Linked DNA regions of Sus scrofa: all the other regions are linked to region 4. Evidence: chromatin contacts called from public Hi-C data. All regions are on one chromosome and are shown on one strand. Each heading gives the region's core, a stretch centred on a gene start, on an enhancer-like site or on the middle of the called end of the contact. The rest is flanking DNA. Distances are from core to core; before and after follow the strand shown.

Region 1 (7,372 bases), core at 188-2,687, 100 kb after region 4:
ATCTGACTAGGAACCATGAGGTCGCGGGTTCGGTCCCTGTCCTTACTCAGTGGGTTAAAGGATCTGGCATTGCTGTGAGCTGTGGTGTAGTTTGCAGACGAGGCTTGGATCCCGTGTTGCTGTGGCTCTGGCGTAGGCTGGTGGCTACAGCTCCGATTCGACTAGCCTGGGAACCTCCATATGCCGCGGGAGAGGCCCTAGAAAAGGCAAAAAGGCAAAAAAAAAAGAAAAATAAAAAGAAAAAAGGACCTCCTTAGAATGCTAACATTGTTAACCAATAAAAACTCGTTTTTTTTTCAGCCAAGTAGCCTAAGACCAGAAAGGTTTAATTTACTATTTTTCCTGAATGTTGCCACACTTTCCACAATTACATTCTCAAATGTAGGAGGAAAAGTCTGCTTAGCAAGACATCATTGATAGCCACCTGCCTGACAAAAGTTCCTGGGCAAAGCACTCCATGCTCATTTGGTCCAACTTTCTCCAATCTTATCTTCACTCGAAGACCACACTCAAGCATGCTCAGCATTTTCAGCCCTTGAATTAGGAGCTGAGGCACTTGTGCCAGACCAACTGGAGCTTAAGGCAGCACTGTTGTTCCCAGTGAAGTTTGGCCCTTGGTGGTCAGTCTGTGATGGGAGGTTGGGGGTGGGGACCATCACTGCAGTGAGATGACTGTGGGTCTGGCAGCTGGAGCCTGGGGCTCAAGTTCCAGCTCCATCAGCTCCACCTATGTGACTTCACCAGAGTCACCTCCCCTCCCTGCCGCATCTCAGTGATAAATATAGGGAGGTCGGGTAGATGAGTATGGGCAGTTTGGGGGAATTCACTGGGTATTAAAATGTTTTTTAAAAAGTTAAAGTCTACCTAAGAAGACCATTAAAAACAAATTTACAAAAGCTGCACTACCATCACATTTTATAAAAGAAAGACTACCTGAACACCCACAAAGTAGAAAGGAAATAATCTAAGAGGAAAGCAGGGTCCTTTATATTGAATCAACTGGACCTCATAAAAAAAAATTCAGGGCACTCTTTCTGTTTTTGTCCTTCTTGCTGCAGATCGTCGATAGCTCATGAATCATGGACAAACATTTGGAACCAGTCAATTAAAGTTCAGTAGGGTCTCTTATGTCTCATGTAGTCTGTTCAATAAGAATGCGTTTCGTTTATTTTATTTATTTATTTTCTGGCCACCCTGCAGTATTTGGAGTTCCCCAACCAAAGCTGTAGGAATGCCAGATCCTTAACCCACTGTACAGGCTGGTAATCAAACCTGTGTCCCCGGGCTCCCAAGAGGCTGCAGATCCCCTTGTGCCACAGCAGGGACTGTTTTTTGTTTTGCTTTGTTTTTTTAAAGTCTGTGTATCTCCATACAGTTTGAAAATTAACCTTTGGCCACACCTTCCTAGCCAAAGGTTATGTGGGTAGAGTCAATGACGGAATAGCTTTTTCCAGAGGCACACCTGCATTATGCAGCAGAGAGTGGGAGTGAGTATTTGAGTTATCTGAAGAAGGGGCCCCACCCAGTAGATGATCTGTGCTCTCAGGGAAATGACTCAGGCAAGTGAGAAAAATGTTTGTTTCCTTTCAATTCTAAACCAGATTCTCTTGTGTCAATTCTGATTCAGGTACATTTGTAACTACTTAGCATAGACCCCAACTACATCATCCATTTCAAACCAAACTTTATATTTTTCAGGGTTTTGCCAAATAATATTGCCCTTGAGACCCTCTACTCTTTAGGGGATGGCTGTAGTTTCCCTCTTCTTTTTTTTTTTTGCTATTTCTTTGGGCCACTCCCGCGGCATATGGAGGTTCCCAGGCTAGGGGTCGAATCGGAGCTGTAGCCACTGGCCTACGCCAGAGCCACAGCAACGCAGGATCCGAGCCGCGTCTGCAACCTACACCACAGCTCACGGCAACGCCGGATCGTTAACCCACTGAGCAAGGGCAGGAATCGAACCCGCAACCTCATGGTTCCTAGTCGGATTCGTTAACCACTGCGCCACGATGGGAACTCCAGTTTCCCTCTTCTTATCTGAGTCCTTTGATTCAAGATTGGCCAAAGAAAAACCCGAAGAGGTTTTTTCTTTGAGTGTCTTCTTACCAGAATTTATGTAGACTACTAAGTGAAAATCAAGGTTTGACAAGATGTGTCTTCACACAGCAGGTTATTAGCAGTTAAAAAAAAAAAAATGTTGTTCCTATGGGAGCTCTCGTATAAGCCAATCCAAATTTATTTATTGGGGAACCAAGGTGGGCAGGTGATGCCTTTGGCTCCTGTCCTCTGGCAGCTCTTAATTCTCTGAATTCAATGATCAATTTGTCTAGGATAGGTGGCAGTCACAGCATTCCCTTTACAATGGAGACAGAAGCACCATCCTCCATGGAAAGATCATATTCATCCAAGATTGTTTTTACTTGGGGGTAGTTAAGGACATCTTCCTCTTTTGAAATATGGATGGCCATAGCAGTGCTGTATTTCTTAAATACTGAGCTTACTGTTAGAACTACTCTATTTGTGTAGGATGAGAACCATAATGAGTGCAAACCTCATTCATTCAGTATTGATTGAGTCCCTTCCATATGGAAAGAATACTTTAAAATCAACTAAGGGAGATAGAGTTTTGAGTACTCAGAGAGTTACAGAATCTAAGTTACAACAGAGCATAGAGCGCTTTAATAGAAACCCCTCCAGGAGTTCCTGTCGTGGCTCAGTGATTAATAAACCCAACTAGTATCCATGAGGATGCGGGTTCAATCCCTGGCCCCCACCAGTGGGTTAAGGATCCAGCATTGCCATTAGCTGTGGTTTAGGTCGCATACATACACAGCTTGGATCCTGAGTTGCTGTGGTGTAGGCTGGCAGCTGTAGATAAAATTCAGAATACCTGGTTAGATTTGCATTTTAGATAAATAACAAAGAACTTTTTTTTTTTTTTTTTTCTATAAGTATGTCCCAAGTATTGCTGGGGCATACTTATTTGGGACATGTATATACTAAAAAAAATTATTCATTGTTTGAAACTCAAATTTAACTGGGTATTCTGTATTTTATTTGCCAAAAGTGGCAAATAATTACCAATAGTAAGAATAATAACAACATATGCTAATTGTAGGAAAACATTGTAACTTTCAAGTGTGGACTCTAGATGAAGCATGCCTGGCTTTGAATCATAGTTCTGCCACTTACTAGCTTGCAACTTGAGCAAGTTTTAAAATTTTTCGATGCCTCAGTTTTCTCCTAGTAAAATAGGATTAAAATAGTAATGGGGTTATCTTTAGGAGTTTAGATTAGTGCTGTGTATACATATGTGTGTTTTATCAGTGTTTGTTTTTATCATCAACACTTACTGAGTCTTGGCTATAATATCATGGATACTTCTTACTTGCTTAATAGTTCTAACAATAAATTTATCTGTTCTAAATTTCACTTCAAATAAGTTGGCCACTTATCTGTTGTTGGTCTCATCTGACATTGGCACTTGGAAACACATTTGCTCTTAGCATTTCTTCTGTGCTCTTTAGTGATTTTCAATTATGATTCACTGCATTATCAGCATTTTCTTAGTTTCATGAACTGGCCCCAGACCAGTGCTGGGTGCATCTTGGTGTGCTATGAAAATGGACCCCATCTTCTCTACTACCATTTCATGTCCAATCCTTTCAAGTCAGAAGATCTTTCTGTTCAATGAAAAAGCAAGCAACATTGTAGCTAAGCATTTCCCGTTCTCACTGTCATGTTTAAATATTAATTTTAAAATATTATATGATGCACTCCATACTTGGCTCATTTGTGTTCAATAGGAATACAAACACTGCATCGCAAGAGAAGTTAACATGACAAAACGTGCAGCCTAAAGTATATGAATTGAGGAAATTGCCTCTACTACATACCAAACGTTGTGCTGGGCATTTTATACTGTTTCATTTAATTCTCAAAAGAAGCCTTGCAGGTAGGTCCTATTTATTCCATCATCCAATAACTACAGCTTAGAGATGTGACTTGCCCAAGATTAGAGAGGAACCTGGTGTGGTGAGCTAATAAGCAATCTGACTGGATTGCCTGTGCTGCTCCATTTGACACTCAGGTCCTAATGTATAAATGTATGTTTGCCTTTTGGGAAGGAAATCTCATAGGTTTTACATCCTTAACTGCAAAGTTTCTAAGTATTTTGAAATTGTTGATTAAAAGAAATAATTTCGAGTACATATATGTTTTTTTGTTTGTTGTTGTTTGCTTTTTTTTTTTTTTTTCTTTTTTTAACTCCACAAGAGCAGGGAGTTTTTGTCATTCTGTTTTGTCCACTGTGGTTTATCCCCAGCCTCTGGAGCAATGCCTGGTATATTGTAGGTAATCAATTCAAACTAGTTGACTGTTGAATGATAAATGAAAGTATTTTGTATGTTATAATAACACTTCATTTATTTGGGCATATGTAACCTGTTCTCTTTTGAGGGGCCTTCCTGGGTTCCTTAAACAGAAATAACCTTCTTCCCTTAAACCTGATCTATTTGGGTTTGTAATTTTCTGTTCTGAATATGACTTATGGATACAATTCAGTTCTCCATAGCTTCTAAAGAAGAGGACTCTTCAGTTCAGCTTAAATCCTTCTATTTGTTAAACAAGTAAATATGTTTTTAATAAACCAAAGAGATAGGAAAGTTCCAAGGGGAAAATATCATTTAAAAAGAGGAATTAGAACATTCTTTTCACTCCTTGATCACTTGTTTTGTTTTTTCCTAGCTGTGCATGTCACCAGTCTTGAAAGACTGTGCTTCAATTCATGTAAAATAATGATTTCTTTTAGTAGCACCTTGGTAATTAAGTTCATTACTCTTCCTGAAGAAAAAGAAAACATGAACTAGTTGGTAGTTGCTTTTGTTTTTATTTGTAATATTTTGGAAGACAAGCACCTGAGCTTTTCCCGGAGACAGTTTTTTTTTGGGGGGGGCACTACTGCCGCATGCGGAAGTTCCTGGGCCAGGGATCGAAACTGTGCTACAACAGCAACCCCAGCCACTGCAGTGACAAGGCTGGATCATTAACCCACTGCACCACAAGAGATCTCCCTCATTATGAATTCTTGATAACATCTGGTTATTTAATTTGAAAAAATGTGTAGCTGTGAAGATTAACGATAGACCTTAACTGGATTTAAATTCAGACATATATAGGATCCGTATTAATCTCAGTCAACCCTTTCAAGCAGATGCCATATTTTGGGGAAAAGGAAATTGAGATGTACCAAGGAGCGGTAAGTTACACACCACATAATTTACTGTAGTCTTTGGGGGCTTTTATGAGGCATGGGTAGTTTTTCTTGAAGTTGGCAATACATTTGCATTTTCTTATGAATTATTTATTGAGGAAGCTCAAGTAGGTGATATTGTTTGATTTTTAATGATGTGCTACTCTTTCGAGTACAGCTCAGAAAAGCATAGGACTATTAGTATTGGAACATTACATACCAAATCAGCTACATGGACTTAACAGCTTCAGGCATTTTCTTTCTTCCACTTTTCGCAAAAATCTAAGGACTGAAACAGTCAGTAATTGGTGAAAAATCAAATAGGGCCACGGAAACGATTCTTTCCAAATCACTTAAGCTGTGGCTAAGACTGGCACATGAAAAGTGATTGTTTTAAATCACTTCGTGTATTAAAGTGACCCTGATCTCTATTCAGACTCAGCTCCACAGCCATTTCAGCTGTGTGATAAAAATAGAATCTGTAATCCTATTTCATCTATTTCATGGCTGTGGCTCCTCACTTCCTCAGGTCTCCCCATCTCTGCATCTTTTTCCTTTCCCTCTTTCCTTCACAGCAGAAGCACAAGAGCCTTCATTAATCCTGACCCCTGGAAAACAAACAAAAGGGAGCCCACACAAATTCATCAGTTGAAGTGGAAGGCAATTTACCCAGAGCAAGAGCCCACCCCATTGTTGCCAGATGAATGGTGCTGGTAGCTGGAGCCGAAGGAGGCTGCCACGCGAAAGACCTTTGATAATGCTGCCTTTATGGGAGCCCAGCACAAGGGAAACACTGTCAGCAGAGGCTGGGCCCTGCCCTGGCGTCCTGATCAGCAGGGCCCTGGGGCAGCAGGCACGGAGCTGGCTTGGCGTCCTCAATGACAGCCGAGGCGGGGTGGCTGGAAGTGCTGTGCATTCGTCTTCTTCCTTTGCAGTTCTCTGAAAAGCATGGCTACACATCCGTTTTAGACCCTTCATCGTTTGAAGGGTTCTTGTTAAAGGAATACCCTAAATTTAAAATACATATATACTTATTTTGAATAGCTCATGGTAACGCAATGTTGTGAAGTTGGCATTTACTTAGTGCCAGGTGCTATGTTACACTTGCACCAATAATAAAGCAACCCTGGACGCTGACTGTGTACTTCTCTCCATCCCCATTTCACAGCTGAGGGAACTGGGGCTCAGAGAGATAAAGTACGCAAATCTATGGCGTATTTGAGCTAGGAGTTAATGTCTGTCTGAGGGACTTTCAGGGCTCTCAAGCAAGGGAAGAATCAGATGGAGGAAACGTCAACCCTATAATTCTCATCGGTTGCCAAGATATACGATGAGCCCAGAGATGGGAAACCAATTTGAAAAATAAAGAGTGACATGCAAAGCTCAAGTATAACTAGGGAAGTGGCTTTGAAGCCATATCAGGCAATGACTTGCCCTCTCATCCCCCTCCACTACCCACAGCTTTCTCTCCACTCCGTTTCCTCCCATTTTTCATCCTCTTTTCTTTATTACAATCTTCTATTTCCCTGTTTCCCAAGAGGTGTTAAAGATAATACCTGAATGAGCAGTCTGGTCTGGAAGAAGCCAGTCTAATCTCATGGTCCCATTGATGCATCCCCTTCTGACCATTAAGTGAAGGCAGGGGTGACATATTATTTTTGTCCCTATATAGAATTATTCAGCCCATCAGTCCTGGCAATAAGCTAGATCCTGGGCAGTTTCCCTTGTGAGCCACTTGCTCGCACGTACAGAACTGTGGGCCCTGGATCCACCAGCACTTAACATGCATGCAGGCGTCAAAGGACCCTTTCACCCCTCCTGTCACTCAGTTCTGATCTTCCACAGCTAGCCATGAGTGGCAGTCTCTGGTCTGGCATGATAAGGCTCAAAGCTGGATTAAGTAAATTCTGCTTTCCCTTTGCATGTCACTCGACCTGCTCCAATTACTTCCCCATCCATCATCTCAGTTACCTTGTGAGACATGCACCATGCACAGTATCATTCCCGTTCTACACCTGGGGACCAGAGAAGGGAAGCTGGAGTCCAAATGTCTTCTCACTCTGGATTGGGCTTGCTTTTCCCTCTTTTATGTTAGCTAGCCTTAAATTTAAGGAGTGTTCT
Region 2 (7,395 bases), core at 3,879-6,378, 72 kb after region 4:
TCTTATGAGCTCTGTTGAGGGCCCAATTAAAGGAGATATTTGTGCCTCAGTGCCAGTACTGGAAGACACAATCCAGCCGTGGTTTACACTGCTTACTGCAAGGGGAAACCTAGAAGACAGTGTAGCCTCTCGGTTTTATATTCCAGACAATGGATTTCATCAAGTTGGCAACTGATTCTACCAGTCTGATTTAGACGTGATTGGAGAATGAAATTGAAGACTTTGTTTGCAGCCTGGAGCTTACCTGTTAAGCTGGATGGTTTCTCGAAAAACCAACCAGAGGGTCACGTTTTCTTTTATGTACATAAGGGAATCAGTTAATAACAGTAGAAAGCTTGGAGTGATGCCGAGGAGTGTTCCCTTTCTCCACTCTGGAGATGCCCTGGGCGAGCAGGTTAAAGGCTCAGGTGCCCTGGCCACGCTGTTATTCGCTTTTGGACAGAAGTGGGCATGTCCCGACCAATCCTTAGCTTTCAACACTGTCTTTATATTTTGAATTGGCAAGAGTCTTTTATTTGCCTTCAATGCCTTATCTTTACATATGTGTAGACCTTGTCTATTCCATGTATCATGCGCTTTATACCTCATTGTTCAGTGTAAATTTAGTAAAACAGTCTCAGAGGAGCACCAAGCACTGTGCTAGGTGGACTCTGGGAATATGGAGAAAGGGGACAGAGTTCCCTGTCCACGTGGTACTCATTTAGAGTAGAATTGAGTCAGAGAAAAGTTGTATTTATTATAGCTCATTAATGTCAAGACAGCGTATCAAGTTCTCTTGTGGCGCAGCAAGTTAAGGATCCAGTGTTGTCAGAGCAACTTGGGTTGCTGCTGTGGAGCATGTTCAATCCCTGGTCTGGGAACTTCCACGTGCAGCGGGCATAGCCAAAAAAAAAGAAAAAAGAAAAAAGAAAAGGACAGCCTATCAGATCAGTCTTTGAGATGAGCCCCAGGTTTAGCACGTTTCTCTTCATGGCCCTTTGAGTTTGGTTGTGACATTCTTTTCATGGATGAGGTAAGTGAGACCAGGTGGCCTTCAGTGGCTGCTGAGGTCACCCTGCTAAGTGCTGGCCTTTTCCTCCCGTCACTCTTGCCTGCTCAGCATGCTTTCACAGCACGCTGCTGTGTCAAGGTGCCAGATGAATGTCTCTGTTGATTGTATAGAAATTAAATTCAGGGTCAACTCTTCTCTCATCATCTTGGAAAGTGCCTTAGTTATCTAGACACATCTCCTAAATCTTAGTTCACTTCCCTAGCCAACTCATCTCTTCATTGGCATGACGGTTTCTGTTAAGTTCAAGGTGTACTGTTCCTAACCTGTTCGTGCTTTACCTTTCCTCATAGCAGATGCTCATCCTGCCCAGGACTTGCCTGGGGACTGAGCCAGATCCTATCCCTGTTACATCAGTGGAAGCTTTACATCAGGGGCACTGGACATGTTCACCCATTTTTAGGTATTCTTTGCATTTTTTTTTTTTTGAAATAATTTTGAGAAAGAGGGAAGATACATTTTGCAAAGTGTATCATAATTAGTCGGAAGGCATAAATTGAGAGAAATTAAGAAATTGTATCCCCAATTCTCTCCTGATTATTACGAGTTATCACAATAAGTCATTTATGTGGCACCAGTTTACAAAGGACTTCCTGTCTTTTCTCAGTGGTCCCCTACAAACAACCGCAAGAGGCTGGGGCCACCCAGCCAGTGAGTGGCAGGAGAGGAAATATCAGTCTGTTCTTCAGGCTCCCAGTCCTCGGCTTTTGCTCTCTGCCAGGTCATGGCAGAGTATGGACTTAGTGATAATAAACTTGGCTCAAGTGCTAAGAAGGGTTGTTACTCACTTACTCCTCCCAGCATCCAAGAGAGTCTTCTCTATTATAAGTGATAGCCTCCAGCATTTAGCCCTGAAGATGGGTGCTGGGGGTCCTAAGTCTTTTCACCAAATTCCAGGCTCCTGTTAAGTCCCTGAGGTGCAGGAAAAGTGCATCACAAATGAAGGGTGGCTTTAAGGGTAATTTTAACCCTTTTGCAATAGATTAGGGTAAGATTTCCTCAGAACCAGAGCACTTCAGAGGAAAGAGAAGGAAACTCTAGTGACTGCCAAGTTGTCATAATAAAAATGTGGAACTTATCCATTTTTAAGTGCTCAGATGTAAACATACACAGTAATTTGGAGTCCAGATTTTCCTCCAAAGAGAAGGCTTCCTGGGTTGTTGTGTGTATGAACTAATGTAGGTTCTTAATGAAGGAGACATTTTAAACAAATCCTGAGGGTTTATATGCTGTCACTGCTCAAATGTAAAAAGAAAAAAGAAAAAGTGGTATAAAATAAACCCTCTCAAAGAGTGTTTCTATTACTCTTGTTACGGCGATTATGATTTGGTCATTTGGATATTCTCTTAGAGCTAGGCTATGAGCCTTCAACAAAAACCTGCCTAGTGAGTTCCCTGGTGGCTCTGTGACCCGGCGTTGTCACTGATGTCGCTCAGGTTGCTGCTGTGATGTGATCCCTGGCCCAGGAACCTTTACATGCTGGGGGCATGACCAAAAAAAGGAAAGCCTGCCCAAATTCTTCATAACCACACCTCCACCCCAGATGGGCATTTTTGGAGTTTCCTTTTAAATTAGAACCCTGGAAGGTTTATAGCTAGAAGGCCTTCACAGGATTGCAGATCTATGTGCTAGCTTATTGTCTTCAGCAAGCTTCAACTTCCTTTTACATCATGTGTCCCACTTCCAGATTTTCAAAACAGTGACCTCATCAGGGGTAGCTGCACTTCCTCCTGTGATTAAGTCTGAGAAGGGGTGGGTGGGAAGGGTGGGTGGTTGAGAGTAATGTGGGGACTGTTACATGGTTTCACCCATTGGTAGCGTCTTTAGCTGGTAAAGACTTAGGAAATGTGGGGTGGCCTTCGGCATGGGCAGGCCTGCCAGAACCCTGGGAACAGGAAAACCCAGTCCACCCTCAGCCTTTCTCCAAGGACTGGTCTTGCCAGACCTACTGGTTGGGAAGAGCTGCCCTCGATTATCTAGGAGAGATTCAAGGGGAGCCAAAGCCCAGGCAGTTAACACTTAGTGCTTTTCCTGCTGATAAATTATGGAGTAGCCAGTTGGTCTGTGGGAAACAGTTGCGCAAATGCCTTTTCAGCTTCTCAGTGGCAACAGGATCTGTGTGACAGACCTCTTACATTACGTCAAAGATTTAGGAATTCCAGTTAGGGTCTTTATTTATTTATTTATTTATTTATTTATTTATTTATTTATTCTCATTTTAGGGCCACACCTGCAGCGTATGGAGGTTCCCAGGCTAGGGGTCGAATCAGAGCTATAGCCCCTGATCAGAGCTATAGCCCCTGGCCTAGCGGCAGCCACAGACATACCAGATCCAATCCACGTCTGCCACCTGCACCACAGCTCATAACAATGCCGGATCCTCAACCCATTGAGCAATGCCAGGGATCAAACCTGCATCCTCATGAATGCTAGTCGGATTTCTGCTGAGCCACGACAGGAACTCTTCCAGTTAGAATCTCTAAAACCTCATGGCTGGTTTACCTCACACCAAATTGCTGAGTCTTAAAGCTGGGCATTGAGGTTTTTTTTTTTTTTTTGGTTTTTTGTTTGTTTGTTTGTTTTTTTAGCAATGTTTGAGGTGTTAAGGAACAGTTTTTAGAGAAAATCTAGTCAACTTAATTTAAATGGAATAAATGGTGATTAGAGCAGATCATTGGCAGAGCTTGGGTTAGTGTTTCTTTTTTTCCAATAAGAGGCCTTCACATATTTATTACTGAGGCAAAGCGCCATGCAGAAACACTAACACAAAGAGAATCCATTTCCTGATATATCCAGCTGTGGCTGTGCTATTTTCAGTGTGATATGGTAAGATGCAAGTGACCGCCACACAACAGAATTATGTGTGCCACCTCACGCGCAGAGCCTCCTTATAGACCCAGCTAGTTCTTCTCCAATGTCTTCAAGTTGTACCTGGATTTTATTACCAGTTTGCCTTCGAATCCATTGGGGGATGGGACAATTCTGCTTTTGCTTCTTGGCCAGGAATCGCTTGATCCTGCAAGTCTTGTGAGAAGACATGGAGAGGAGCTAATTCAACTGCACATAGGATGGCGGAGAAGAGAAGAGAGCTTGGGCTGGTGTTTCTAAAACGAAATTAACTACAGAGTTCTTGGTTGAGAATTCCTTTGTCCACAAAGATCAATGATTTGTGTGGCTTCTCAGCTTGCCTGGCAGCCAGGGGTAAGATTTCACAATCAGGTGTGAAGTGCATTCGCATTCTTTTAACTGGTAGTCACCAGCTCATTCACTATTTTTATGTAATAAAAGAACTGAACGTTATGTCAACAAAATTTATTCTCCATACTGGAACTATATAGATCACTGGACACTTAAGTAATTTGTCAATTTTTCTATCTTAAAAAAAAAATGATATCCCCAGGGCCTGGCATAATACCTTGCACAGGATTTTTGTTCATTTGTTTGTTTTAGGGCAGGGTTAAAATGGTTAAATCAGTGAATGACTAAATGAAAAATATAGGATAAGGTTCAGGAAAAAGACTACAAGAGCACAGTTGCTATTAAAAGAATGCCGTCGGACTTCCCACTGTGGTGCCACAGGATGGGTGGTGTCTCTGGAGCGCTGGGACTCAGGTTCAATCCCTAGCCTGGTACAGTGGGTTAAGGATCCGGCACTGCCGCACCTGCGGCATATATCACAACTGCGGCTCAGATCTTATCCCTGGCCTGGGAACTCATATGCCAGAGGGCAGCCAAAAAAGAGAAAAAGAAAAAGAAAGAATGCCATCCCTGAAGTTGGTATTATCAATGCCAACTCTCATTATGTTTATGAATCTTTAGGAGTTTTGGAGTATACTACCAATACTTTATCATTGCCCATTCCTCTAGTTAGGAGAAGAAAAATCTTAAGTGTAAACTTATCTTTGTAGTGGTATTTCAGCAATATTTATGAGAGCTACATGTACATTTCAGGAATGGGCTCCAGGCTTGTGCAATATTGACACCGCAAGGAGAATTTTTGATCTCCGAATAAGTTCTCTGGCCTTCCTCTCTGTGCTAATTTGCTGAAGAAATAGTTTGGGCTTCTTTCCAAGGTTCTGTTCCAGCCACTCTGATTGTGGAAGTGGCCATCTACTGGTGGCTCTTGTAGAATAAAGTCCTCTGAGGTAACATTTATTTCCCCACAATAATATTTAGTAGAAAGGAAATGTTGGCTATCTCAGATGGTAGTAGATTCCCTCATGGGAACAGGAATGGCTGGAATTGAAGGTCAGGCATAAAAAAGGTCTTCCCTCTTTGCGGCTTAAGAACAACTGTTGGCCAGCTCTTTGAACTGCCTGGTTGGACCTCATCTTTCTCACACGTGTTGTTCTTTGCCCTTGACCCACTTGTTCCCCACTTGGCTTGAAGCTCTCTGGTCCAAAAGGACTGACTTCACACCTGCCTTTCGAATAGGTATTCATTCAACAGCACTGAAGCTAAAAAAGAGTAGGGACAGGATTAGAGTGGAGATGAGGCTGACAGGCACAGCGATGGAGGGAAGCAGAGACAGACATCCCACACATAACAGTTTTGCATACGGACAGACCTGTCTTGTCTGCATCTTTCCACAGGGCCGTCTGGGCCATGAAGAGTCACCTTGACTCACATTTCTGGTTTTCAGTTCAGCTTCTAGGAATGCCTTATTTTACACTCTGTGGAGGTTGACCTCGGTGTCACAGGTGACAACGGCAGCCACGCAGCCAACTCAGTCTATTTAGAACCCAGCAGGTGTGAGAGAACCAGCCACCATCTCTTAGAAGCTCACTGAGAGAGTCCATAACCCTTGTGTGTGTGAAACAACCAGCTTCCGAGAGTAACGCGTTCTCCCTGGGTGCCAGATAACTAGACCTAAAATTTTAATTATACCAAAGCTGTTTGTCAGAGGTGGACCAGGAATGGGGTATTTACATAGTCTCAATGCATTAAAGCATCTCCCCACAAATTATTTAGCAGTTACAACAGGGAAGAAAGAAAAATTGTGTAGTGGAGAAATGGGACACTACTTAATGCAGTGATAAAAATGAGTATCGCCCACAAACATGACGTACTTCAGGTGTGATACCATGAGAAAGACACAAAATTACTAGCATAGCATGCAAAAGCTGATTCTATATAGAAGCAAACAGCACACAAACCCAGACTGAGAGAATTCTGTATGATAACTGGCCAGAAATCTTTAAAATGTCAACATAATAAAAGGCAAAGGAGGAGTTCCCTTCATGACTCAGTGGTTAATGAATCTGACTAGGAACCATGAGGATGCGGGTTTGATCCCTGGCTTCGCTCAGTGGGTTAAGGATCCGGTGTTGCCGTGAGCTATGGTATAGGTCACAGACACAGCTCGGATCTGATGTTGCTGTGGCTGTGGGGTAGGCTGGCGGCTACAGCTCTGATTAGACCCCCTAGCCTGGCCCTATAAAGAAAAAAAAAAAAAAAAAGACAAAGGAAAGCTGAAAACCTGTTAGAAGTTAAAGGAAACCAAACAAATAGGAAAACTCAATGCAACACGTGATCCTGCACCAGGAGAAAAAAATTCTTGTTGGAGGACTTTATCAGGATAATTGATAAACTGGAATATTGACTTGGATGAAAAGTTTCATGTTGATTTTATATTTCCTGAAGTTGTTTATGCTGGTTATGTAAGAAAATTCCAATCTTGGGGAACACATCCTGAAATATTAAGGAATAAAAGAGCGTGATGTATACAACCTATTTTTAAATGGCTTAGATTAAAAATATATGCATATATAGAGAGAGACGGACAGAGAGGGACAGAGAAAGGGGACGCGAATGTGACAAAAATGTTACAAATGAGTAGCAAGTATAATCATTCTTTTCTTTTTTTACTTTTCTGAAATGCTGAAATTATTTCAAAAGAAAAGTTTTGTTAAAAACATACTTTGTTTATTCTACCATCAAAAACAAACACACTGAACAAAATCCCCGCTTGTGGAGTTCCCAGTGTGGCTCAGTGGGTTAAGAATATGACTAGTATCCATGAGGATGCAGATTCCATCCCTGGCCTTGCTCAATGGCTTCTGGTGTTGCTGATAGCTAAGTTGTAGGTCACGGACACAGCTTGAATCTGGTGTTGCTGTGGCTGTAGCATATGCCAGCAGCCGCAGCTCCAATTTGACCCCTAGGCTGGGAACCTCCATATGCCATAGGTGCGGCCCTAAAAAAAATTATCAGTTGTCTCAACCACCCTGGGATGGGTCAGCAATCAGCTGAAAGCTGTGGAAAGACTTCTTCCCTTTCTGCCCCTGATCCTAAGTCATGTTGGCAGATGTGGACGATTCCCGCAGAGACACCAACCAGCAGGTCCC
Region 3 (7,477 bases), core at 1,024-3,523, 81 kb before region 4:
CAATAAGTTGGATGTATTGAAACAAGAGATTCTTTCATTCAACATTAATCGAGCACCTACTATATACTAGCACACATGAGTCATCTGTTTTAACACTGGAATCTGCTGATAGAATATGGGCAATAATTATAGAGTTCTTCAAGAGCCAAGGAACCCAGAGGTTTTCATTATAAAAAGATTTCTTGAGTTCCTACTACGCTCTAGACACTGTGTGGATGCTAAAAATTGAAAAATTAAGACTCAGTTCTAGCTCCTGAAGATCACACAGGCTAGTAGTTTGACAATATATTTTATTTTTCTTCCTGTGTATAACTGTGTGTAGAGGCACTTATTGAGGGCAAATTTATCAAGATGGAGTATTAACTTATCTCAATTTGACTGGATCCATCAGGAGCCTGGAGTGAGCTGTACATGTTGAGAATGGTTTGAGCTTTAGTTTTATGATACAAAATTACTCGCAGGGGCAGATTTTTACAAAACAAATACCCAGGAAAATTTTACTGAGGAATGGAAAAGCCAGTGCAAACAAGTAATGAAAATAATTTAAAAACAGGCAAACTTACGGAAATAATTCATTAACAATCTATGAAAAAAAAAATACCCTCCATATCATTTAAATACAATTTGAATATCTTCACATCTCTTTGCTTTAAATATGCATGTTGCCTTTGCATAATACTCACACTTCTAATTTTATACTGCTTATAAATAAAAACTTCCTTTTAGAACTTTTAAAAATTTTAAATTACACCCTGATTTCATTTTGAGTTTGGCTACAATGTGGCAATTCTGATGTCTCATTAAGCATCCTAATTTTGGTCATGTTTGGGTAAACATGCTTAGCCTCACAATATACATAAAACTATGTAATTAGTGTTTCATAGAGGAGGCTATTAAACTTCCAAACTTCCTCTGTTACTTTATTAAGATATGTAGATATTACCAGTTATAAAAAAGTAAATGCTCATATGTGCAAAGTAAATTTTTTTTACCAGAATTAGATTTTACTCAGTTTTCCCTCTTTACAAAGGAAACCATCTATTCATTTGCAAACTGCACACTCCAAAAATATATGTAAATGGAAGAGTGCTGTCTGGTTAAGGGAAGAATAATGATTACATAAAATGTGTTTCAGATGGAAAAACAGCAGAACTAAGATTATTTTAAAACTTACTGCCTTATCATACTAAGTGAAGTAAGCCAGACAGAGAAAGACAAACATCATATGATGTCACTTATATGGGGAATCTAAAAAAAATCACACAGAAGAACTTATCTAAAAAACAGAAACTCACAGATTTCAAAACCAAACTTATGGTTGCCATGGGGGAAAGCCATTGAGGGGAAGGAAGAACAGGGAGGGTGGGAAAAACACATGCACACTGTAGTGCAAAATAGATGATTGATGAGAACCTACTGTATAACACAGGACAATCCACTCAATAGTTTGCAATAACTGATACAGGAAAAAAGAATGGATATATTTATATGTATGACTTTGCTGTACACCTGAAGCTAATACAACATTGCAAATCAACTATATTTCAATAAAATTAAGTTAAAAAGCCTCACTGCACCGTAAATTATTTTTTTTAATGGTCTTAAATACACATGAAAGAATAATCATGTTAAAACCACATATTAAAGGAAAATAATAGCAAAAGCCTAAGTGATTGATGACTTTGGATTGCTTGGTATGTTTGCTACTAACTCTAATTACCTAAGCAGTTCAGTGAACTCACACCAAAGGAATGAGGGGGGCAGGGGAGAACTCAGTGAGAGGTAAAGCTTCAATTACCTAGTTTCATGAAGAAATTCTTTCTGAAGGGGTAGAAATACTCAGAAAGCAAAGAATGACTCACTAGCACTGCCTGTCACATTTGAGAGTTGGTTACCTAAGATGGGGGTTCTAGAGGGGCTTCCAAGAGGCAAAGCAGAAAGTGAAGGGAGCTTATCTTTAGAGCGTTTAGTCTGGGTTTAGTCTAAGCACTGCCACTTACTGGCCTTGAGATCTCAAGAGGTCTCTTCACTTCCCTGGGCCTCGGAAACCTCATTGGAAAAGGATATGATTTGCACAAATGACCTCAGGGTCTCCCCTAGTTCTTTTTGCTACCAGGAGATCTGCAACGGTCCAGTCTCTGAATTGGGCATTTACTCAGTTAATAAGCATTCATGGCATTTTGCTCCAAACATTGTGCTGGACATGAGAAGATAAGTAAGACAAGTAAGCCCTTTCTTTTTGAAGGGTTTCCCAATCTATCAAGGGATATAGACTTATAAAGAAACAATGTCAAACCTATCCAGCAAATGCTATGGTAACAGTGGCAAGTGCCTGGTGTCCAAGATACATTAAGAGGAAAAGAATTGAGGCAAGGGAGGGAACTGGTAGAGAGGGCTTCCCAGAATGAGGGACGTATTAAACAGCACTGCAGGCTCATATTATATATTTGAAATGGTATTTGAATATATTTGGAAATTACATATTTTAAATAGTTCTCATCAGTGGATTAGTACATAATAGCTACCAAAGGGGAAATTATTCCCCAGATCCCACAGCTGCAGCTAAAGTACTATCGCCTCTTTCGCTGACCGAAAAAATTCAGTCCAGGGTTTTCAAAGTACCCACAGGGAAATGCTGAGCATGGAAAGAAGGGAGAGGTCACACCATTTTCTAACATGAACCATACAGTGTTTGCATCTTTGGCCAGGCCTGTGGCATGCAGAGGTTCCTGAGCCAGGGATGGAACCCATGCCATAGCAGCAAGCAGAGCTGCTGAAGTGCCAACACTGGATCCTTAACCTACTGCACCACAAGAGAACTCCATGTGTGCATCTTTTTAATGACACACTTCGTGACACTGGTTGAGGGAACAGGAACCTGAGAACCATTATTTACCCCAATCACTCTGATTTTATCTATTATCCTATCTAGATTTGAGTGGGGGCTATCAGCCCCCAATATATCTCTAACTCTTTTCAAAATCGCAATGTTTAAGTTTGGGTTCTTTAATTCTGCGAAGGTGCCAACTTGGGGTTGCCAAGTTATTCAGCTTCTGGGATAAAACTGCTTTAGCACTCAAATATAAAACTGGAAAGATCATTCTAAGTATAGACACCACCTTCCAAAAACAAGTAAATTATCTACAGCAATCTCTGAAGTATTCTATGCCCCTCTGATACCATTAAAGTTCTTCAACTGCTGGCAACTGAACCTGACTCTGGATAACTTAGGTGGAAAACTCGGAATTTATTGGACAGAAATGGGAAGAAGTACACACAATCAAGAGGGCAGCTAGGGATCCAGACTGAGAAAAATACAGCAGAAATACTTCCTAGGGTCTAGGCAGCAGGAACCACTGCCCAGCATCCTACAGGCACAGCTGCAGGGAAAGTACTTGTCCTTAGATCACTCTGGTCGGGACTCCAGTTCCAGGAAGTGAGAGTCTCGATGCTCTGGTGTGTATTATGGACTCCAAGCCTCATTAACTAAAAAGGTGATAAAGCCCCTTGAGTAAGAGCAACCCAGTCTATATCCAATAGAGGAAATATAAACTCAAAGGGGAATCAAATTGCTGTGATCCAAAGAAATTGGAAGGGATGCCATTAGTCACCAAAGCAACACAGATCCACTACATTTCCTTCCCACAAACACATGGTCCTTTCCTTTAAGTATCAAAAGAACTAAAGACCAGAAAGTTTAGAACCCCGAAGACAATGGACTTCAACTAGTATACAATTCTGAGCAAATCTCTGTCCTTAGGACACGTATATGGTGATTTTAAAGGACAGTGGAAACTGTTACGTATTGTGATACATCCAGGACCTCCCTTAGGTATAAGTCGAACGGGAATTATCCAAAAAAGGGAAATTGACTAAGGAAATGGTAGCCATAAAAGATCTGTAATAGCTATATTAATAGCAGACCAAAGAAACTTTAAGACAAAAATATTACTAGACATAGAGGCATTTTACAATGATAGATTAATCACTACATTAGGAAAATATACACATTATAAGCATATATGTATGTAAGAACAAAAGCCCCAAAATACATGAAGCAAAACTGACAGGACGGAATGGAGAAATAAACAATGCAAAAATAAGAGTTCAACATTTACATAATAATAATTTTGTAAAAAGGAGTTCCCATCATGGCTCAGTGGAAACAAACCCGATTAGCATCCATGAGGATGCGGGTTCTATCCCTGGCCCCACTCAGTAGGTTAAGGACCTGGTGTTGCCATGAGCTGCAGTATAGGTCATAGAAGTGGCTCAGGTCTAGTGTCCCTAGCCTGGGAACTTCTACATGCCACAGGTACGGCCCTAAAAGGACATACACACACACACACACACACACACACACACACACGTCTCAGTAAATTTAAAGAAATTAAAAATACATAAAGTATGTTATCTGTCCATGTGGAATTATATGAGCGACATACAATAGAAATAAATTTGAGGAAATCTCAAATATTTGGGAATTAAACAACACATTTCTAAGTAACACATAGGCCAAAAAAGAAATCACAAGGGAAATCTAATAATACTTTGAACTGAATGAAACCAAAACAAACAAACAAAAAAAACCCCACATACCAAAACTCACAGAAGCAGTTAAAGCAGTGCTTAGAGGATATTTTATTGCTTTAAACATGGTTATCAGAAAAGAAGAAAGATCTCAAACCAATTACCTAAGCTTCCACCTTAAGAAGCTAGAGAGATAAAAAAACAAACTAAATCAAAGCAAACAGAGAAAAAGGAAATTATATAGAGTTGAAACCAGTGAAATAGAAAATAAAAGCAATGGAAAAAATTAAAATCAAGGGTTGATTCTTTGAAATAATTAAGAACTCCACATTAAGATGGAACATCTCCCCAATTGATCTGTATATTTAAAGTAATCTCTGCCAAATTCTTAGCAGGCTTTTTAGAAACTGATAAGCTAATCCCCCCCCCCTTTTTTTTTTTGCTTTTTAGGACCACACTTGTGGCATATGGAAGTTCCCAGGCTAGGGGTCAAATCAGAGCTGTAACTGCTGGCCTGTACCACAGCCACAGCCACGTGGGACCTGAGCCACATCTGTGACCTATACCACAGCTCAAGGCAACACCGGATCTTTAACCCACTGAGCAAGGCCAGGGATTGAACCCACATCTTCATAGATACTAGGTGGGTTCATAATCCGCTGAGTCACAATGGGAACTAATCCTAAACTTTATATAAAAATGCAAAGCACTTGGAATAGATGAAGCTATTTTGAAAAGAGGAGGATTTACACTACATTATTTCAAAATGTATGTAAAGCTAGAACTCAAAGCAATGTGGTATTAGCAAAGGAAAGACATTCAGATCAATGGAATTCAGAAATTAACCCTTATATTTTATGGTCAGTTGATTTTCAACAGAGGGCAAATGGGAAAATGATAGGTTTTCCTTGGATCTCCATATGAAAAAAATAACTCATATCTTTAACCTCACTTCATACATGAAAATTACCTCAAAATGGATCACAGACCTAAATGAAAGAATTAAAACTAACTTTTAAAGAAAACATAGTAGAAAATCCTGTGACCTTCGGTTAAGCAAACAGTTCTTAAGACACAACACCAAAAATATAAACCAAAAAAAAAAAAAAACTGATAAGCTGGAATTCATTAAAATTTATAAAATTTGCACTCCCCAAAATACCATTAGAAAAGTGAAAACATAAGCCATAGAACAGGAGAAAATATTTTGCAAGTCACATACCTGATAAGGGATCTATATCTAGACTACACAAAGAAATTTTACCCTCAATAATAAGACAAATAATCTAATTTAAAAATGGATTCTTTGGACTTATCAGACACAACTTAGAATAGATATACAAGGAGATCCTGCTGAATAGCATTGAGAACTTTGTCTAGATACTCATGTTGCAACAGAACAAAGGGTGGGGGAAAAGAATGTAATTGTAATGTATACATGTAAGGATAACTTGACCCCCTTGCTGTACAGTGGGAAAATAAAAAAATTTAAAAAAAAATAATAGTGTATGCCTCATTGGGTGTTGGGAGAATTAAATAAAAGCATGCATGTCGAAAAAATAAAATAAAATAAAATAAAAATGGATTCTGATACATGCTACAACATGGATAAACCTTAAAAACATTATGCTGGAGTTCCTGTCGTGGCACAATGGACATGAATCCAACTAAGAACCATGAGGTTGAGGGTTCAAGCCCTGGCCTCGCTCAGTGGGTTAAAGGATCCGGCGTTGCTGTGAGCTGTGGTGTAGGTTGCAGACGTGACTCGGATCTGGGGTTGCTGTGGCTGTGGTATAGGCTGGCAGTTGTAGCTCCGATTAGACCCCTAGCCTGGGAACCTACATATGCTGCGGGCATGGCCCTCAAAAGACAAAAGACCAAAAAAAAAAAAAAAATCATGCTAAGTGAAATGACCCAGACACAAAAGAACAAACACTATATGATTCTGCTTACATCATATACCTTGAATAGGGAAATTCACAGAGCCAGAAAGTAGAACAGAGCTTACCCAGAGCCAAGGCAAGCGTGGAATGGAGAGTTATTGTTTAATGGAAACAGAGTTTCTATTTGGGATGACCAAGAAGTTTTAGAAATTGATAGTGGGGATAGGTAAATGTCATTAATGTCAATAAATTGTACACTTTAAGATGATTAAAATGATAATTATCTTATCACAATAAAAAAATAACTTAAAATGGGCAGAAGACTTGAGTAGATATCTCACCAACAGAGGCACACAAATGATTAATACAAACATGAAAACATATTCAACATCACTAGTCATTAGGGAAATGCAAACTAATTACACAATATAACACCACTACACATCCACTAAAGTGACTATAATCAGAAAGACAGATAACACTAAGTGTTGGTGAGGATGTAGAGAAACTGGAACCCTCACACATTGCTGGTAGGATTATAAAATGGTATAGCCACTTTGGAAAACTGTTTGGCTATGTAATAAAAATTTAAGTTTACTGCCGGACCCATCAATTCCATTGCTAGTAATTTACCCAAGAGAAATGAAAACATATCTCCTCACAAAGATGTGCACACAAGTATTCACAGCAACTTTGTTTATCATAGCTAAAAAACAGAAACAATCTAAATGTCCATCAACTAGTGAATGGATAAATAGAATGTGGTATATCTATACAATAGGATACTACTCAGACATAAAAAGAAATGACATACTAATACACGTTAGAACACGACTTGAATCTCAGATTATGCTAAGTGAAAGAAGCCAAATGCAAAAGATTTCATATTCTAAGGTTCCATTTATATGAAGGGTCCAGGAAAGACAAATTTATAGAGATAGAAAGCACAGTAGTAGTTGCCTGGGTCTGGGGTAGAAGGAGGGATTAACAGTAAACAAAAATTTAAGGAGTGACTTTAAGTCACTCATAAAAATTTGAGAAGTGACTGAAATATCCTATAACTG
Region 4 (6,965 bases), core at 4,360-6,859:
CAAGAAATTTTTTTTTTTAGAAAACAAATTTATGATTACCAAAGGGAAAGGGGAAGAGGGATGAATTAGAAGTTTGGCATTAACAGATACATACCACTATATATAAAACGGATTAACAAGGACCGACAGGAGTTCTTGCTATGGCACAGTGTGATAGGTGGCATCTTGGGAGCACTGGGACACAGGTTTGATCCCTGGCCGGGCACAGCTTCAGTGTAGGTTACAACTGTTGCTCTGGATCTGAGCCCTGGCCTAGGAACTCCATATGCTGCGGGGCAGCCAAAAAGGAAAAAACAAAACAAAACAAAAAAACAAGGACCTACTATATAGCACAAGGAACTATATTTAATATCTTGTAATAACTTATAATGGAAGAGAATCTGAATCACTTTGCTGTACACTAGAAACTAATGCAACATTGTATACTTAAAAAAAAAACCCTAAAATAGTAAGTTTCCATTGTGGCGTTGTTGTGATGCAGCAGAAGTGAGCCCATCTAGGATCCAAGAGGATGGGGTTTCCATCCCTGGCCTTGCTCACTGGTTTGAGGATCTGGTGTTATGGTGAGGTGTGGTGTAGGTTGCAGACACGGCCCAGATCCCACGTTGCTGTGGCTGTGGTATAGGCTGGCAGCTGTAGCTCTGGACCCTTAGCCTGGGAACCTCCATATGCCACTGAGTGCAGACATAAAAAGCAAAAAATAAAAATAAAAAATTTAAAAATTTAAAAAATTAAAATAAGTAAAACAAAAGCAAGAATTTTTCTAGGAGTCTGGTTTGGAGAGGCCCCTAGGGTTTTAATAAGTGTGCTCCTATTCAAACTGGGCCTACATGAGGGGAGTTTTTTATTTTTATTTTTTTGGTCTTTTTAGGGCCACGCCCACAGCATATGGAGGTTCCCAGGCTAGGGGTTGAATCTGAGCACCACAGCCACAGCAACACAGGATCCAAGCCACGTCTGTGACCTACATCACAGCTCACAGCAATGCCAGATCCTTAACCACTGAGCAAGGTCAGGGATCAAACCCGAATCCTTATGGAGTCCTTGTGGATACAAGCTGGGTTCGTTAATCTCTGAGCCATGATGGGAACTCCAGGAAATTTCTTCTAACAGACCTTCCTACTACAGCAGAGTTACTGCTTAGGGCTAAGAGTTTGAGCTTTAGAGTCAGGCAAATATATCTTAAGTGATAGCTTGGGCAAGTTTCTTCAAACTCAGTTTCTAAACTGCAAATGAAGTTACTAGGGTTGTATGGAAGATGAAATAAGATATTATACACTAAGGACTGAGTTCAGTAGCTAATACCTAGTGAACCTAATAAATGATGCCTAATAAAGAAAACTGGCATGCAACTCAGAGGGCCAAGGACTGTCTGATCTCACCCAAGAACTCAGGTCCAATATAGAAACAGAGAGAACCCAGGACATGTCACACTGCTGTGACACAAGCCTCTTGTTCATTACTGTCTTGTTAAAGATTTCTGCCTTCATTTTCCCCTTAACAATTTTTTCTTTAATTGTACTGTTGTGAATGCATTCTGATGTTCTCTTATGGTACTGACATGGAAACTAGTGTCACTGCCCTTATATTATCTCCTTACTGATTATTTCCCAAAATACAAGCGTAGTGATTTTTTTTTTCACTGACAGAGTCATACGGGAATTTGAGCTTTATATATTTTGATTTTTCTCTTTTGTTCCTTTTCATTTTGCCCCAAATAAAACACAGTTAATCATGCCAACGTCTGCATAAAGTCTCATCTGACTAGCTCCATCATGTGTCTAGAATGAGTTTTACAATTTTGAAAGTTGCTGTCCCTTTATTGCTACTATGACCCAAGTAAGAACAAATATCTAGTACTTTGCTGTACAGCAGAAATTATCACAACCTTGTAAATCAACTATACTTCAATAAAACCTAAAAAAAAATTAAGAAAAGCAAAAAAAAAAAAAAAAAAAAGGAAGAAGAAGTACCTGGTAATATATTATCGAGTCCTCTGAAAAATGTGGGTAAATCAAGAAAATGGGAAATACTTCTATTTTAAGAAGTGAGGATTTTTTTAGGGGGTGTAATTTGCCCATCATTCTACAGTGACCATGATTTATCTTTCAAATAGGTCTTTTAGAAATGCAAAAAGGTGTGCAATTAATCATTTCACTGAAATACAGGCATAAACCAGGGCTTGCCCAGGTAAACCAGGATGTATGGTTACTGCAGCCAAAACTGACAATGTGATTCCCTAAGGTGGGGACAGAGCAGAGAGGACCTGAAGGGTTTCTTCATGAAATTACAGGCTCTTCCACATGATCACCCTCTGTATCCTACACTCAAACTGTGAACTAGTGGGTTCTGCCTTGAGAAGTCAAGTGAACTTCTGTGCTTTTAGTATCAGACTCAGTTCTAATCCCTATACCTCAGGGAAAACACAATGATAGAGACAAAGACCCAAGAGAGGCATAACTAATATGATCAAGAGCTATGGGTCCTAATGACTGACAGTTACTGCATCTTTGAGGATTTGGTGAAAGCTATTAATTCTTCCTGAAGAAAACTGGCATGCAATTCAGAGGCCCAAGGACTGTCTGATCTCACCCAGGAACTCAGGTCCGGATCCCTAACCCAGAACACACGGTGTATGTGAAAGGAAAAAGGAACCAAAATTTGCTGACCACTTTTGCACATATTTCATTTCAGACTTACATCAATCTATTTAACAGATAAGGAAACTGAAGCTCAGAGAAATCAAGATCTCACAGCTACTTTGGTGGAAAAGCCAGACTACAAATTCTGGTTTATGAGTATGGAATCCCATAACCTAAGTAGAGCCCACACATAGAAAAAATTCTATATATTTATATTTCAATCTACAAAGGAATACTATTATAGAGGAATTATGTGAAAAACGAACACAAGCAGTTACTTTCATCAAAGTCCCACCTACCAGAGCTGGGAATACTTCTTGAAACTGGAAAGAGATTATTAGGGTGCAAAGAAAAGTAAATGTTAAAAAAAAAACCTTCAAGGAATTCTCATCATTGCTCAGTGGTAACAAACCTGACTAGTATCCATGAGGTTGCAGGTTCCGTCCCTGGCCCTGCTCAGTGTGTTAAGGATCCTGCGTTGCTGAGAGCTGTGGTGTAGGTCACAGATGTGGCTCAGATCCCGAGTGGCTGTGGCTGTGGCTGACCCCTAGCCTGGGAACTTCCATATGCCATGGGTGAGGCCCTAAAAAAACAAAGTCAAAAACAAACAAAAAACCTTAAAGTGGGAGTTCCCATTATGGCTCAGTGGGTTAAGATCCCAACTAGTATCTGTGAGGATGCAGGTTCTTCAATCCCTGGCCTCACTTAGTGAGTTAAGAATCCAGGGTTGCCGCATGTTGTGGCTTGGATCCCACATTGCTGTGGCTGCTGTGGCTGTGACAGAGGCCAGCTGCTGTGGCTGTGACAGAGGCCAGCAGCTGCAGCTCTGATCTGACCACTAGCCTGGGAACTTCCATATGCTGTAGCTGTCGCCTAAAAACAAACAAACAAACAAACAAACAAAAAAACCTCAAACACTATTACAATCAACAAGCAGTATTAAAGAAGTAGGTAAATCCAAGACTGACAGGTTGCTAATAGATTATTAAGAGATTTTCAGTGCCTTGTATCCCTAAGTTAATCTTGGAGAAAGCAATTACATCCTTGCCTCTGTCCCTCCAAGCCCATCTCAGTATGACTACTAATCAGGGTTGACCATGGATGGGATGGTGGCTGAGGCAGTATGTCATTTTCCAACCTAAATACTGTTATTTTTTTAAATTAAAAAAAATTTTTATGGCCACACCCGTGGCATATGGAAGCTCCCAGGCCAGAGATTGAATCTGAGCTATAGCTCTGGCAACACCAGATCCTTTAACGCACTGTACCCACCTGGGGATTGAATTCACACCTCTGCAGTGACCTGAGCTGCTATGGTTGGATTCTTAACCCGCTGTGCCCCAAATAAATAGTGTTTCTTTTGTTACCTATAAGCTCAAATTTCCCTTTGGTAACCGCTGTACATTAGTTCTTAAAATATCTGCTTGAATTTTGAAGCTGACATACCCCTGAGGCATGGAATCACGTTTATGTGAGAATGATGAATCATGACTCTATGTACCTAGCCAATGATCACACCTGTATGGACCTAGTACATAATGAGTACTCAACAGATACCTCCCGGTTTTCTGTCCAGTCTGTGCTACAGAATGCTACCAGATGAATTTCCTACACCTCCAAATGTGGCAGTTCCTTGCACAAAACTACTGCTACTTCTTTTTTTTTTTTTTTTTAATTTAGGGCTGCTCCAGAGGCATATAGAGGCTCCCAGGCTAGGGTGCAAATCAGAGTTTCAGCTGTCCACGACAGCAACATGGGATTCAAGCCACGTCTGCAACCTACACCACAGCTCACAGCAATGCCAGATCTCTGACCCACTGAGCAAGGCCAAGGATCAAACTCTCATCCTTGTGGATATTAGGTGGATTTGTTTCTGCTGCACCACAACAGGAACTCCAAAATTCACCCTTTAAAAATGTACAATTCAGTGGTTTTTAGTATATCCACAAAGTTGTACATGAATCACCACTAATTCCTGAATAGTTTCATCGGTAAAAAAACACATACTCATTAGTAATTACTTTCATCCTCCCCTTCCCCAGGTGCTGGCAATCAATAATTTAGCAATTTCTGTTTCTATGGATTTCCCCATTCTCTACTTTCATATAAAAGGAATCATATAATAGGGGGTCTTTTTTCCTGGCTTCCTTCACTTAATGTTTTCAAGGTTCATGTCAGAACATGCATCAGTACTTTCTTCCTTTTTAATGGCTGAATAATATTTCATTCCATGACTACACACATTTTGTTTACCATTCTAAATGAGGATTTTTTTTTTAATTGAAGTGTGGTTAATTTACAATGCTGTGTTACTTTCTGTGGTATAGACAAGAGGATTTTTAACACCCATTTCAACTCCAGGATCCTCTATTCAGGAGACGGGCAACCAACCAAGTTCATAGAGTATACTACAGTAAATCATTATGCTTCACAGTTTTTCTGAGCCCTGAAGTTTCACAGATCTAGGGAGGACCATCCTCTTATGACCCACCTAGTTTACTTCCTGAACCCTGAAAACAATATCGGACTCTCTACCTTTATTTCAGGATTCTGCTTTTCCCCACCCTAATCTTCTCCTAATTGCCCACCTGATTTCTTGATTGCACTACTAATTGTTCTCAACAGATAAATGTTGACTGAGATTGGATGGCACTTTCTTTCCAGGTCTCTCTCCCCTGGCCCTGGCTCACTGCACGTGCAACTTCTCCATCAAAACTCCCCCTCCTCTCCTCCCCCTCCACAAGCCTTCTTTTGTTTTCCAAGGAAATTCAGGTAAAAAAAAGGGTGGGGGAAACGATATTTTTGACTTTCCTCCCAATCCAGACGTTGGAAAGAAAAAGGATTTCCTTTGGGCTGCTGCCACGGCTCTGATCCTTCTGCTGATAAAATATTTCCTTCTTCAAAAAAAAAAAAAAAAGTACAGGAAAATTATACCACTTCGGCCACACCTACTCCAACTTTCGCGTTTAAAGGAAAAAAATTAGAAGTTTACCTCTCTTTCACAGAGTGGTTTTCTTCCTACCAGTTCAGGTCTGGCAGCCGGGAACGAGCTGGGTCAGCAGCGCTCTTTGGAGGCGGGCTTGGAGGAGGACTACAGGATCCAGAGGGCTTTGGAAACTCCGGCAGCTCCAAGCGTGTTGGCTACTACGGTTTCCCTGAGGAGTGACGATGTGAAAACAAACCCTGATTGGTCAGGCCTGAGCTGAATTCTCCATTTATGGACAGATTGCCCAGCCCGAGCCGAGGCTCAGCCAGAAGAGTACGGAGTAAGTGGCTGAAGAAAGAGCGAGGCAAGGCAGCGAGTCGGAGGCGCGCGGAGCATTGCACTCACCTAGGCGGGCGGCGAGCGCCCAGTCTGAGTGGACCCCGGCCCTGGGCAGCATGCGCCCCTCCTGCTAAGTCGCCTCCTTGTCGCCCTCACCTAGCGCCGCCGATCCTGCCTGGATGGAGTCCCCCAAGGGTTCCCATTGGTTCCTGTGAGTGCTTGGGTGTCGAGAGCCTGTTTTTGGCGTAGGGAACCAACTTTTGAAGTTCGCCCAGGAGACTGCATTCCAGCTCCAGCTCCCCGGCAGCCGGACCGGCAGAAGCGCGACTGCGGCGCGAGTCACCATGGTGAGTTGGCCGCGCGGCGTCCCGGGATGCCTGACCCGGGGATGGGGCAGTTAGCCCTGGCGCAGGGCACCCACCTTGGGCAAGCTGCCGAGCCCATGGTTGAAGAAGGTGGACGCTGGAGTCGGCACGTCCCGAGCCCATATTTCCTGCCGCTTTCCTTTAACCGGGCTGAGGGAGAGGGAGTGGGGGCCAAGGAAAACTTTCTTTCAAGTCGTTTTCGGCGTCGCCAAACTTTTCGTGGCCGGGTGGCTATGGCTGCCAGCTGTCGGAAGCCAGAGTATGGTGAGATCTGCTTTCAGGGGCACCGCCCGCGAAGGGGGTCGCTTTTTTCCTGCTGGGAAGGTGGGGGTGGCCGCCCGCGCCCCTCCGCGCGCGCACGCGCGCTCCTCGCTTGCGGCACCAGCGCCGCCGACCCCCGTTCCTCCCCCGGCTGCCGGCAGCGCCGCAGCTGTCCCGCTAGCATCCGCACGCCCGCGGGGGCGGCGCGGCCGCACAAAGGCAGCGGGGCGCCAGGTAGAGCGAGCACCTGGCGGTGGGCTGGCGGCTGCGGGCGAGATTGCCGATGGGCTGTCCGGAGCCACGCTGGCCTGCGCTTCTCCCGGCGCCCGCCGGGATGGTCTTTGCATCAAAAAGGCCAAGTAAACAGCCCCCTCCCTTCCCCAAGTGTGAGGTGGCTGGCACTTTTCGGGTGTACAGCAAACGTTTCGCACG

Evidence for each region. A called contact is a pair of places that touch in the nucleus more often than the background predicts.
Region 1: a Hi-C map of liver shows a contact between it and region 4, with 2.4 times the contacts expected there. The contact joins the enhancer-like site here to the promoter of MYO1E in region 4. A contact is called at or near these places in 4 of 47 Hi-C or Micro-C datasets (embryonic fibroblasts, epiblast stem cells, liver and 1 more).
Region 2: a Hi-C map of liver shows a contact between it and region 4, with 6 times the contacts expected there. The contact joins the enhancer-like site here to the promoter of MYO1E in region 4. A contact is called at or near these places in 11 of 47 Hi-C or Micro-C datasets (alveolar macrophages, brain, embryonic fibroblasts and 5 more) and 2 of 2 datasets of contacts at active chromatin or transcription factors (alveolar macrophages and skeletal muscle).
Region 3: a contact with region 4 is called in a Hi-C map of fibroblasts, with 2.7 times the contacts expected there. The contact joins the enhancer-like site here to the promoter of MYO1E in region 4. A contact is called at or near these places in 1 of 5 promoter capture datasets (liver), 14 of 47 Hi-C or Micro-C datasets (brain, embryonic fibroblasts, fetal heart ventricle and 7 more) and 1 of 2 datasets of contacts at active chromatin or transcription factors (skeletal muscle).

The regions. Positions count from the first base shown.
Region 1 is chr1:112,777,869-112,785,240 of Sscrofa11.1, forward strand. It overlaps MYO1E (unconventional myosin-Ie), which reads left to right. Exons shown (of 28, transcript XM_003353343.5): 3 at 5,168-5,257. Among named protein-coding and RNA genes, the nearest start is that of FAM81A, 100 kb to the left of the region's middle. Within about 2 kb of position 1,438, at least 14 of the 83 cell types and tissues checked have an H3K27ac peak or open chromatin away from gene starts, as enhancers often do. A contact at or near this core is called in liver, where this site is marked.
Region 2 is chr1:112,744,598-112,751,992 of Sscrofa11.1, forward strand. All of the region lies in intron 1 of MYO1E (unconventional myosin-Ie), which reads left to right. Among named protein-coding and RNA genes, the nearest start is that of FAM81A, 71 kb to the left of the region's middle. Within about 2 kb of position 5,129, at least 5 of the 83 cell types and tissues checked have an H3K27ac peak or open chromatin away from gene starts, as enhancers often do. A contact at or near this core is called in alveolar macrophages and liver, where this site is marked.
Region 3 is chr1:112,593,833-112,601,309 of Sscrofa11.1, forward strand. The region is part of intron 3 of FAM81A (protein FAM81A); the gene reads right to left. Among named protein-coding and RNA genes, the nearest start is that of GCNT3, 57 kb to the left of the region's middle. Within about 2 kb of position 2,274, at least 11 of the 83 cell types and tissues checked have an H3K27ac peak or open chromatin away from gene starts, as enhancers often do. A contact at or near this core is called in embryonic fibroblasts, where this site is marked.
Region 4 is chr1:112,671,936-112,678,900 of Sscrofa11.1, forward strand. It overlaps MYO1E (unconventional myosin-Ie), which reads left to right and starts at 5,610. Exons shown (of 28, transcript XM_003353343.5): 1 at 5,610-6,254. The coding sequence starts at 6,252. It overlaps FAM81A (protein FAM81A), which reads right to left and starts at 5,740. Exons shown (of 9, transcript XM_005659549.3): 1 at 5,635-5,740.